Linked DNA regions of Mus musculus: all the other regions are linked to region 1. A link is a contact called in public Hi-C data. All regions are on one chromosome and are shown on one strand. Each heading gives the region's core, a stretch centred on a gene start, on an enhancer-like site or on the middle of the called end of the contact. The rest is flanking DNA. Distances are from core to core; before and after follow the strand shown.

Region 1 (3,814 bases), core at 888-3,387:
TAGTATCTAAGATGTGCTAATTTGAATTACTACCAAAATAAAATAAATAAAAAATCTTCCAGTATCCCTAGCTTTTATCCAAGAGTCCAACACATAGTAGGGATTTTGTCAGAGTTAAAAATATAATCAGTAGGTACAAGTTAGAACTCTGGCATCACTAGGCTGTCACTTTGGTGGGGCAATCATACCGTTGATTGCAGTAAAACCTCATGAGTAAGGGCCAGTTCATATCAGAGGTTTATTAGTCAGGCCCCCCAGAATAACACCTGTTAGAATAATCATCCGCATCGTAGATATTACATCAAATGCTCCAGCGGTTTTTGTGTTGCTGGAAGCTGAGTGTATGCCTGTACTTGTAGCCAGCCTGGCTATTGCTGGATGCCCTTTAATCTTTCCGGAAAATCAAGGCACATTCTTGAAACAAACTTAGGGCAAGACCAAAGTTATGCCATCTGTTTTTCTGGATTTTACAAAGAGTCTGAAAGGAGCCTGCTCAGATGGGACTGGGGTGGGGGTGGGGGGCCAAGGCGGGGACAATAAAGAGTTTTTCTGTATAGTTTTGGCTGTCCTGGAACTCGCTCTGAAGACCAGGCTGGCTTCGAACTCTGAGACATACTTGCCTCTGCCTCCCAAGTGCTGGAATTAAAGGCATGCACCACCAAGCCACCACTGCCCAGCGCAGATGGGATTTCTAAGAACCCCTGGGATGTTGTGACTCAGTTTCTACTTAGCTCTTCAGCTCCCAGGTGCTGTGTAGCTCTGCTCTTGAATCCTTTCCTTTCTTTCCTTAGGAGAGACAGCCACTGGTTTTTGGCAGCAGGGCAGCTCTGCAGTGACAACCAAGCACTCGCACAAGGGGCAACGGCAGGTGCCAACATCCCTGCTTGATCAGACAGTTTATGAGATGGCAGGAGAAGACAGACCTTATCTTCAGGTGCTGTGTGATTATGCTATTGCTCTGGCAGTGAGAGAGCAGAAGGCTGGCAAGAGCTGATGTCCCCATTGAGGGAGAGGAACCACAGTTCCTTCAGAGGCCAAAAGAAACCGCAGAGGCGAAACCCCCAAACCACACTCCAGTAGATACAGCCTCTGGGGCTCCAAACTCTTCAGAACCCGTCAGATGGGAGGGAAAGGCATGGCTATTTTCCAGCCAGAGGCCCAGGCTTGAAGAAATGAATGGCATCTCCATGCAAGACAGACAGCTGCCAAAAGTCCCTCTCCTAGTAGCACTGAGGTCTCAAGGAAGAGCCCACATGCCTGGGCAGAACCTTCCAGGCTCTGGTACAAAGGCTTCTGTCCCCCCTCCCCCTCCCCACCTTTATTCATTTTCCACTGATTTTTTTTTTCTTTCTGTGAGCCTATGACAAGAGGAAGAAACTAATCATAAAACCTGATCATAAAATTCCTTCCTACACTTGAAGACAGCTATTAAATATTCACTCAGCTGAGGTCTGCTTGCATCCTTTAAAACAAAAGGGGCTCCTGGCTCCCACCGTCCCCACCCCTGGGACCAGCGCCGACCATCCCGAAAGTTGCCACTGCCCCTGTGTTGAGGGCGAAGTTAGCGAATCCGGAGCTGCGAGTCTCAACTTGGGGGAGGGGGCGACGGGCAGGGCTGGGGAGGGGAGTGAGCGGCGAGAAGGAGGGACTAGAGGGAAGGACACTGCCCCCTGCTTCATCGAGGTCATCGCCAAAGCCGCCTAAGCGGCCGGTCGGGCTCGGGGCGGGAGGCCCGGGAGGGGCGGGCGAGGGCTCCGCAGCGGCGGCGGGGTGCCAGGCTCCGTACCTGGCGGGCCGGGCGCGCCTCGCAGGCCGGCGATCCGGGCGCCGAGGGTGTGAGCGCGCGCGCCCCTCCGTGCCCGCCCAGCCTCGCGCGCGTCTCGGGGGGAGAGGCTCTGGCGACAGGCGCCCCGGGAGCCCGCAGCTCGGTCCCGCCCGCCCCGAGGAGCTTTGTGCGGCCGCGGCGGCTCCGAGTCCCACCTGCTGGCGGCGGAGGGACGAGGAAGGAGAAGGCGAGGACGACGAAGAGGAGGAGGAGGTGGAGGAGGAGGAGCGGAGCGAGGCGGCGCCAGCCCTGAGCTCCCGCCGGCGCCCACCTCCGGGGGCTCGGCGGTCCTACACCGGCCTGCTCCGGTCCCCCGGCCTCGCGGCCACACCGCGCCACCGCGGCTGCAGAACCCCCCCCCCCCCCCAGCTCTGCCCGGTTACCGCGCGGCCCGACCGCCACAGCCACCGCCACCGCCACCCCCGGGGAGCTCGGGAGACTTGGAGGCGAGCAGCGGGGCGCGCGGCGTCGCCTCAATGTATCGGGGAGTCGCCTCGGCGCCCCAGCCCCGCTGAGCAGCCTCGGGCGTGTTGCTACCGGCCGGAGGGCGTGAGCCAGGAGGCGCGGCGAGCCCCAGAGCCGGCGACCAGCGAGTGAGCGAGCCAGCGAGTACGCCCCGGAGCAAGCTCAGGGAGCAGACACCATGCCGGGCTGGAAGAAGAACATCCCCATCTGCTTACAAGCGGAGGAGCAGGAGAGAGGTGAGCCTGGCGGTCGAGCCTGGGGGGCCGGGCCGGGCGCCCTCGGTGCCTCCCTGTCCCCCAGCTCCCCGAGACCTGTCCTCCGGCCGGCAAGGGAGGGGCGCCGTGCCCTCCGGGGACCGCGCTCCAGGCCAGGTGGCACCTTGCGAAATCCGAGAGGGGGTTTGGGGATCTGGAGGGGGGAAAAGCCGAGGGGGCAAGGGAACAGTGCTGCGGCAAGCAACTTTTCGCCCGGGGAAAGATTCTGTTTTTTCTTACCGAGGACCTAGAGGGAACTCCAGCTTCTCCTGGGCCCGCTGCGCACGTGGAGCCCCGGCTCCTCTCTGTGCGGTGGGCTCTCCTGGTGCTGGGGGTGGGGGAGAATCTTGCAATGCTTTAAGTGACTTTTCAAACTTTCCTCCTCCTGCCGCGGCCGCCTTGACGATGTCCCCGCCTCTGGCTGGGCTACGATGGTGCTGCCAAACCCAAAGTTGCAGGAGATTCTTAAAGGGGGAGTAGAAGGGGGAAGAGTGTGGGGGGCGGGTAGGGGGCGCTGCCTTGGGTCGCTGGAAGGGGGGAGGGGAGAGAGGACTGACTGTCCCCTGGCTGGTAGTGACTGCCTAAAAGATGAGTTATGCCCAGCGCAGTCCCGGCTTTCTAGTTAATACCGCAGGACTGCGGACTTTTCATAATTACTGTCTGTTTTCTTCGGAAGACACGGCTCTCCGTGCCAGGTGGCTCTGCAGCCCCTTTGTGCTTCAGCCTGCCAAGTGTGCTGGGCACGTTGTTTTGAAGTGACTCGCGGAGAGGAAAAGTTGAAGGCCTTTTGCACTCTAAACGCTTGGTTCTGTTGTCATCTTACGGTGTTTGGGTTGTGCAGTGGTTGGCCGTAACCTGGATATCATGTACGGAGTACACCAAAATTTCCTACCAAGGCCCCATGGGGCTGTGGGGTGCGCAGCATCCAGAGGGATTCCCTGGCTGTCAAGGTCCACCAGGGTTTATATACTCCTGCTGCTTCAACTACAGCCTGCTTTGGCTTGTTCAAGGAACCTGCTTGAGAATTGAATGGCTTTCAGGCTGCAGGGTCTTCATGACTAACAGTTGGTGCTGGAGGTTAAATGGTGCTTCGTGGGTAGGCTGTGATGGAAGCAGGAAGCCAATCTGGTGTGTAGAAGGGACAGCGCTATTTCCCCCCTGCCCCCCCCACCCCAAAAGAATTTGATTCTGCAGCGTGGGGGAGCTGGTATGGACGGTGGCTGGTGTTACTCGTCATGCTAAAAGTTTCAGGTTTTGGAAAAAAATGCTT
Region 2 (3,814 bases), core at 706-3,205, 350 kb after region 1:
AGGAAGACATCACACCTCCAGCTCAAACCACTCAACCTAAATAAACTCAGATTCAGTATTAGCCCACACTGAGCCCCAGAGAAGCACCAGGCTAAGAGCCAGGTGAGCTGGCAGAAGTTTGCTATTGGGCACGTGACCTGCTCCAACCTTGGTTTGAAGATACTTATGATATGTTTAGAGGAGCAACAGCTTAACAAGTAGCTTGTTATTATGACATTAAAACCTGTGGCTTCTCCCTAAGGAACTTCAGGAGCTTGACACACCCGAACGCATTTATCCGTTCCCACATCCCTCAGAAGTCAGCAAAAGGCCAGGGCTATTTTTATCCTTCTCTTGATGCGAAGAAAATAGGACATAGGGAAGGAGGAAGAGAAAACTGTTTTTTTGGTTTTTTTGGTTTTTTTTTTTTTCTCTACCCTTTAAATTTCAGTCCCGGGTTTTGGAGAGATGGCTTAACAGTTAAGAGTACTTGATATTCATGTAGAGGACCGAGTTTGGTTCCCAGCACCCTCGTGGCAGCACAGGACGGTCTGTAACATCAGCTCCAAGGGATCTGCTTCCCTTTTCTGGTCTCATAGGCGGAGGATACATGTGCTGCACAGACACTCCTGCTGGCACATCGTTTGTGCGCCTAAAATAAAAATAAATACATCTTTAAGCATCGGTCCTTCTGCTCTCGATGATGAAAGGTCAAGTCATTCCATTTGTATTTTTCTTAATATACTGCTCATCCCTGCATCCATCCATTCACAACTGTTCACAGAGCATAACACCTGCTTAATAAATTAGACTTACGTTCATGTTCACATTCACAATGGGTGGACTCTTCAGTTTAGAGTTACAGAGTTGCTGTACAAAACCCAGAGCAACCTCAAATCACAGGGAGTGTGATTTAAGAACCATTGAAATTAGAAGATTCACAGAAACCTTCATTTCCTGAGCAGTTTTGAGCACACACCAAACTCCGTTGGTTGCAAGCTTCCAAATATCCCTTCCTTGGCTCTAACATTCTATAATTATTTTCTAAGTTTCTTAACCACACTGACTATATTCTATCTCTGACTTAGGTTCATGCTGCCCTTTGACTTTTATGTCTGTAAATAACAACAACAACAACAACAACAAAATCTAGAATTTCCCTCTTATCACTGTTGTGAGTCAAGTTTAGATCAGTGCTTTAGTATCAGCAAGCAGATACTAACATGACAGCATTCTGTGTGAGAGTTTTCTATCCTTAGAAACCTAAAAGGGCCGGCCGAAATGTGTGTGCCTGTTGGGTTGAGGGACCATGGCTGAGACACCCTAAGGAGTGTCCAGTGCATGCATGCTGCAGTGGGCTGTCCTGATGGGGCTTTTCAACGACACACCAGCTTCTCACCCACTCCTCCCACTTCGGCTCTTCTGTCCCTTCTTCCCTGAGCTCTGTCCTTTCCCTTCAGACCCCATCTCCAATCTCCCATGTTGTTCCTTCTTCATGGAGCTTCGGTCTCCTCCGTCCTGCACACACTCCCTTGTCTAGGATACTCTCCCACAGTGTTCTTCACCTCCCCCTCTATTTATTGCTCCCCTAAGTTTCCCCTGGGAGTGTTGCTTCTATTTCTCCAACCAGCACGTGCTGACTTGGTTATCATTACCTTCTCTAAGCAAACTCGCATACATAAATCATGAAAGACGTCCACTCACGTGTGCATGCACAATCACCTGAATGACACACTTTCCCCGGAAGCTGTGTGAGAGCGGAGGGCATCACACCCCTACCTGCACCTCCAGTATCTTCCTCAAGTTGGAAACATTTGCTTTTAGATAGCAGTGGCACACTGTGGTGGCCTTGGATAAGATAACGTCGCACTTGCCAGCAGGAGTTTAAAGATTTATGCCCGTGGATCAATCCCATTAGCCACCGACAGGGACTACAGCCAAGATCAGGAGCAGAGCCAAGGGCTGACAAGGCAGCAGGATCCTCTCCTGCCGAGTGGCCCTCAGCCCTTGCTATACCTGCCAGCTTCCAGCTAATCAGAGCAGTTTTGGAACAGGTGTTCTCTGTCCTGCATCCTGTTGCTTGAGAGCAGAGGGGAAGAGTTTGCCACCTGGTCAGAATTTGTATAAACAGATGCTAGGAAGAAAAGGCTTGGGCTGCGTGCTCTGTCAGCACTGTGCTTTGAGCAGAGACCTCTCTGGCGCGTAAGGGTCTTCTGCACATGCGCTGTGCCCTTCTGCGGTCAGCAACTCAGCTAGTTCCCGAAGCGGATTCTCTTAGCCAGTGCGTTTCTCCTGTTGAAGTCGCCATGACGTCAGTAGGACAGTGATGTAGATAGAGGACCAAGAAGCCATTCTCTGTGTCATTACTCTATGATTTCCATTTCCTTTATGGCATTATGACAATATCATCAACAGACCTCCATAAGACTTCAAGGGTCCAGGGAGCCATCAGGCCCAGTTCAAGTGTGAAAGCAGACTATCTTAACTAGTTTAAGCCTGGCACTGGCTCCGCCCTTGGCCACAGGGTACCTGTTCGCAGAGTTGCAGACTCAGACTCTGGTCTACCTCTGTGACATAGAAACGTCTCAATAATGGTGATTGTAAGATGGGAAACTAGAGTAACAATGTCTCTGCACATTGGGAAGAACGTGAGATCACAGGAACGGCATCAATAATTAATATCACCTCCGGAGTCAACAGCAGTTAATATCGCTGTTGATTGTGCTGTATCAAGCATTCCCCCTGACAGTAATACAAGCCTTGCTGGTAGGCATTCTCTGTTTTCTTCACTGTCGGCTGAAGAAGCTGGTTCTGGCAGATATGGGGAGCAGTAAAATCATAGTCATATCAAACATTTACGACGACATAGCATCCCCATGTCCCTTCTAGCACAGTCAGGTCAGAATAGAATTCAAAGCCTGGTTTTCACAACCACAGAAAGGAATAAAGTGCTCTGGGGAAAGAGATAATTAATTCGCAGAAACTCCACTCTCTTTTGAGTATTAAAGTTATCCTTAAACTTCTTTCTTCAAAACAACGTAGCAACCGCTTTCCGCTGCTCCCCCTCGTGGAGATGCTCAGAGCTCACAGGTTGTTGGGAGTGGTCAGACATTGTCCAAATCAGAGCTGATGGATGGGGTACCATTCACATCTTAGCCAGAGTATGTAGTGAGTAATGGCATGTTTCTACCAGCAGATGGCAGTAAAGTGTCTTGACAATGGATGTTACCTTAATGCTCTCAGTGATGCCACCAGAGCTATAAGTAAGTGGCTTTCTATGTGAGAAAAGTGACAAAGGTGAGGAGAGTTTAGGTAGTGAAATGATAGAGTAAGTGCATATGTTTGTAAATATGGAGACTTTGACTGCAATGACGTCACCCTCTACATTTGTCATCTGTTCACAAGCATCCTCCTAATCAGAGTCTTTCATTTTCCACACCCGAGTAACTTACTCATGACTCATGGTACCTCCCTGACATAGCTGTAACCTGAGGAAGAGCGAGTATGGGCTTTCCCTGTCCCTCACGAAGCCAATAAAGCAAGAAGCATTTTTTGTAAGATTTAGAGCAAACCTGTGGTTCTCCTGGAAGTTCTGCACACAGTAGGGCCACTCGCAGGTGCGCATTTTACCAGCAGGAGCGCCTCCTTGGACCAGTTTGGAGCTTTAAAATATGCATCTGACTCTTACGTTCTTCCCAGCTCTTCTTCCCTGAGGACGCCTGTGCCTTGGGAGGAGAGGTTGTAAGACCAAAGATGTCTCCTTCAGACCAAGCACTGCAGAGTCTCTGACTCTCTGTACCTTGAGCAGTTGTGGGTGTCTGTGTGGATCACTGTC
Region 3 (3,814 bases), core at 929-3,428, 330 kb after region 1:
GACAGCTTGCTTCCATGGCTACAAGAGGTCAGATCGATTATAAATACATGATTAAGCTTTTAATAATATTAGTGTTTATGCCCTCAGACCGAGTTTGTAAAACAGAAACACTTGTCATGATAGACTTTAATACTAAAGCTGAGTTAACACCACATCATTGAAGTTTTGAATAACTCTGGCATCTTCTCTGTGGGAGAGACATGTACTGGTCATGGGTTGTCTGTTCCCCACACTTCCCGGTTCCCTTGCAGCTAAAGATCACCAGGCACTGGACCTAGAGAAAATACTAAGAACTTTTCTATGAGACAAATAATACAATAGCTTACTTATTGTCCATCCTGATGGCCTCAGTTTTACTATTTTCTTAAGCAGATTTTTTTTTATCAGTTTCTTCAAGTAAATAAAAGTCAAATTACTGTAAGCTCTAGGTAGCATGACTTAGAGGCTCAGCCTGGCCATTGTGTAGAACTTTCACTCTCTGGGGTGGAAAGCTATTGCAACTTTATTGCATTCAGTGTTTCTGTTATCTGCCATCCACATTGGCCATGATCTACTCAGACTGATACAAAGGCTGTGACTTCAAGTTTGCCTTTAATTTTAAAGTGCTATTAAGGAAGATACTTTAAATTCAGAGATCCGTGGCCTTTCAGGAAATGAGTGGACTGCATGTCAATGGCTCCAAGACCCCTTCCATTCTTTTTCCTTTCATTGTATGTCCAATCTACCTGTGTCTGAACCTTAGTGTTCTATTCTCAAATCTCTGCTTCTGATCACTAAGGTTTTTCATGTATGTCAAAACATCTGCAGAGACTGAAGCTCTATGCCAGTCTGCTATTCAATGGGGCTTAGGGTATATGAAACTCAGCCACTCAAGTCTGGTCGTGTGTTATTGGGTGGTAGCACCTATGATGGATAGAAGTGGGAACAGTTAAATTGGCAGGCATCCCATGTCTGTCTTGGAAGGGTTGTGTTTCTTTAGCATGAAGGCATCAGTGTGTTGTTGCTTCTTAGTCAGTTGTTCTCAGTGGTGTCACAGAACCTGAGAGTGTTAGCTGGTTCCCAGAAGTCCATTGCTTCTCTAGTGCTCCCTGCATTTGCCACAGGTTACCATCTGTCACTGGGGAGGGAGGAGAGAGCCCAAATCCTCCGAATGAAAACCGTAGTGATTGTGGATGGATCTAATTGCTATAACTTTCATTTTCCTGATGCAGAAATATCTTTAATGCAATTCCCTCTTGTTGTCATTATAGCCTTCTAGAAAAAGACGGGGTAATATCCATTGTCCTCATGTGTTATAATCTTCAAGTGTGGAAATCAGTGTTATGACTATCTTTCCATTATCTTTAGCTCTCAGAGTGTTTTGTTTTGTTTTACGGGGCTATACTCAGACAATAATGCCATCCTAGAGAGTCCCAGCATGCCTCTTTTCTAGTAATTGGTATTAGTGGCACCTCCTTTCATTCTAAAATTTTTCCTAATTGGACAATAAATTATATAGTCATCCTCTGTCTCTATTATAGGGTGTAGGAGGGTTTTTTTTTCCTCCTGCAGATTTATAGATCTCCAGGGTGTTCTATGAGAAAGAATCAACAATTTATACAGGCATCTTCCTTTCTGTATATACAAAGAGCATAAGAGAGAATTTGCACAGGGGGCCATGCCTGGCTGTGTTTATCTTCTTCTTCCCTGAACTTATGGAGACATGGGTTGTTGAGGAACACAGTAAGGAATTTAATTTTAGAGAAATTGCTTAGGAGACATTAGTCTTAATTATTGCTATCTTTTCCTTAGGAATAAAGCTTGAACTTTAATTACTTTGGTGTTCCTTTCCAGAAGGTGGTGTAGTTAGAGTAGATTTTTAGGCTAGACAAATTGGAAAAGAAGTACAAATAAAATCCCCTTCATTGTCTTACTGAAGGCTTCCTCGTCACCATCTTATTCCAATTGTGATGACAGCTCAGAATTAGTGGCCATCCGAGGTGGGAAGAATCCTTCAATGTCATTGACTGTGCTTTTGTAGTTCGGGAGGACAGCCAGCCCCTTTCTGAACAGCTGGAAGAACCTACATCTGAAAGCTAGCTAGGGGTTTAAAGGAAATTGCAGTGCAATTGCTGAAGTCTGGAGTCAGAGAAATGTCTCCATGGAAACTGTACTGTGATGACCCTGGGTAGCATTGATTTGATCAGCGCTCCTATGCCTGTAAATACTTTGTTGCAGGAAACAGGGTGTACCAGTCAACTGTTATCTCCTACACAGAGATTACCAGTTAGTCATCATCTAAACGAAGACACAAAAATGGATAAGACACTTCTTCTCAAACAGGCAAAAATATTTAAAGTTAATATCCTTTAATCTCCACTAAATTAATTTTATTTGTCCATGTTTCTGTGTTGGATTTTAGTGCAATATCATAAACATTTGGAGAAAAGACTAACGTGGTTCTATTTGGATGAACATCCCCATTTTAAGGCATGGGTAATTTTTAGAATGATCTGCTGAAGATTATATTTTCAATTCTCTCTCAGTGCACTAATATAAGTCACTTTGGCAACATGTTCCTTGCATTTGCATAATGACAGAGCATGACAAGATTGGTGATCATTTTTAACTACTGAGCTTCCTGGCACTCTGCTTGCCACCACATCTGTGTGTGCACCATTTCCAAAGCCATGGTGACATCAGATGCACACATTCTCTGAAATCAAGAAATGAACAAACACCTCCCTCAGCCACAAAGTGATTTCTTTCACAATGACCAAAAATACCAAGCCTCAATAAATATGTAAATAAGCTTTGAAGCTTAAAAGTCATATTACACAAAGCTGTCTTGCATGAAGTATTTCCTATAAAATTGACACACAGGCTTTTTGCTTATACAGTTGGCTTGTGCATACTGCCCTCTGTCTACAAAATTCAAGATATTTCATTTTTCTGCCATGAGTTATTGAAGTATGAGAACAGGTTGTTGTAGGTATTTTATCATCTGTAACTTGCTGGGTTTTTCTTTTAATAGAGGGTATTTTCAAACCAAAACTAAGTTACACATCAAAAGATCACTCGGGACTACAGTTTTTAGAAGTTAGACTCTATTTCATGATAAAAACAGAATTGTATAAATATTAATCACAGTCTTGTAATCTGACCAAATCCTATTTTCATAATCTGATCAAATTCCTGTTGGGGGCTGTGTGTGAGCTATGGGAAGGGTGAGGAAGAGAGACTACTCAGTGCCTAAATTGGGATTCCTTCCTGTCTTGAGAGTTTGAGGAACGGGCTGCATGGTGTTATCAAAAATGTGTCAAGACTTGAAACCTAGAGCTGTCGTGATTCAGTGTCCTCCCTCTATGGTGGCACACCTGGCTTGCTCCCACTTCCAGAATCCTGAAATGACAGAGGTCTTCGGATTTTAATTCAGTCCTTCTAGGACTTAAGTGCATGTGCTTCTGACCCATACGCTCACTTGGAAGAACACATCTGAGAGGCTGGAAGATCAAAAATGATAACGTTCAGCTCGGTTGATACCCAGCTTCCTCCGTGAATGTTCTCCATGCAGATTCCAGGAGCTACTTCGTGAGACCTCCATGTCTCCACCTACAGTGAGTCTGTCGGTTCCCAGGACCCTATACAAAGGGATCAGATAGGAAAATCAATGACCAGAACAGCACAGTATCTTCTCTCCTGATTTAAAAACTCTGTTTCCTCAAAGGGAATAAAAGTAAACCAAGAGTATTCACCTAGGCTTGGGACAAATGTAATAACAGTAAGTGGCCTTTTGTGCTTCTGTTTAGGCCATTCACTCCTCTTTTTCAGTGAT

Evidence for each region. Hi-C and Micro-C count contacts between places; a contact is called where the count stands out from the background.
Region 2: a Hi-C map of the N1E-115 cell line shows a contact between it and region 1, with 10 times the contacts expected there. The contact joins the enhancer-like site here to the promoter of Grip1 in region 1. A contact is called at or near these places in 8 of 39 promoter capture datasets (the 3T3-L1 cell line, 3T3-L1-derived adipocytes, the C10 cell line and 5 more), 2 of 484 Hi-C or Micro-C datasets (the N1E-115 cell line and embryonic stem cells) and 1 of 115 datasets of contacts at active chromatin or transcription factors (astrocytes).
Region 3: a contact with region 1 is called in a Hi-C map of cortical neurons, with 4 times the contacts expected there. The contact joins the enhancer-like site here to the promoter of Grip1 in region 1. A contact is called at or near these places in 7 of 39 promoter capture datasets (the 3T3-L1 cell line, the C10 cell line, the HPC-7 cell line and 2 more), 4 of 484 Hi-C or Micro-C datasets (cerebral cortex, cortical neurons and embryonic stem cells) and 2 of 115 datasets of contacts at active chromatin or transcription factors (embryonic forebrain and neural tube).

The regions. Positions count from the first base shown.
Region 1 is chr10:119,451,897-119,455,710 of GRCm38.p6, forward strand. Grip1 (glutamate receptor interacting protein 1) reads left to right here and starts at 2,138. Exons shown (of 23, transcript NM_001277292.1): 1 at 2,138-2,526. The coding sequence starts at 2,469.
Region 2 is chr10:119,800,661-119,804,474 of GRCm38.p6, forward strand. The region is part of intron 1 of Grip1 (glutamate receptor interacting protein 1); the gene reads left to right. It overlaps Gm51815 (a long non-coding RNA gene), which reads right to left. Exons shown (of 3, transcript XR_003949037.1): 3 at 1-3,814. Among named protein-coding and RNA genes, the nearest start is that of Gm51815, 17 kb to the right of the region's middle. Within about 2 kb of position 1,956, at least 6 of the 459 cell types and tissues checked have an H3K27ac peak or open chromatin away from gene starts, as enhancers often do. A contact at or near this core is called in the N1E-115 cell line, where this site is marked.
Region 3 is chr10:119,776,958-119,780,771 of GRCm38.p6, forward strand. The region is part of intron 1 of Grip1 (glutamate receptor interacting protein 1); the gene reads left to right. Among named protein-coding and RNA genes, the nearest start is that of Grip1os2, 17 kb to the left of the region's middle. Within about 2 kb of position 2,179, at least 7 of the 459 cell types and tissues checked have an H3K27ac peak or open chromatin away from gene starts, as enhancers often do. A contact at or near this core is called in cortical neurons, where this site is marked.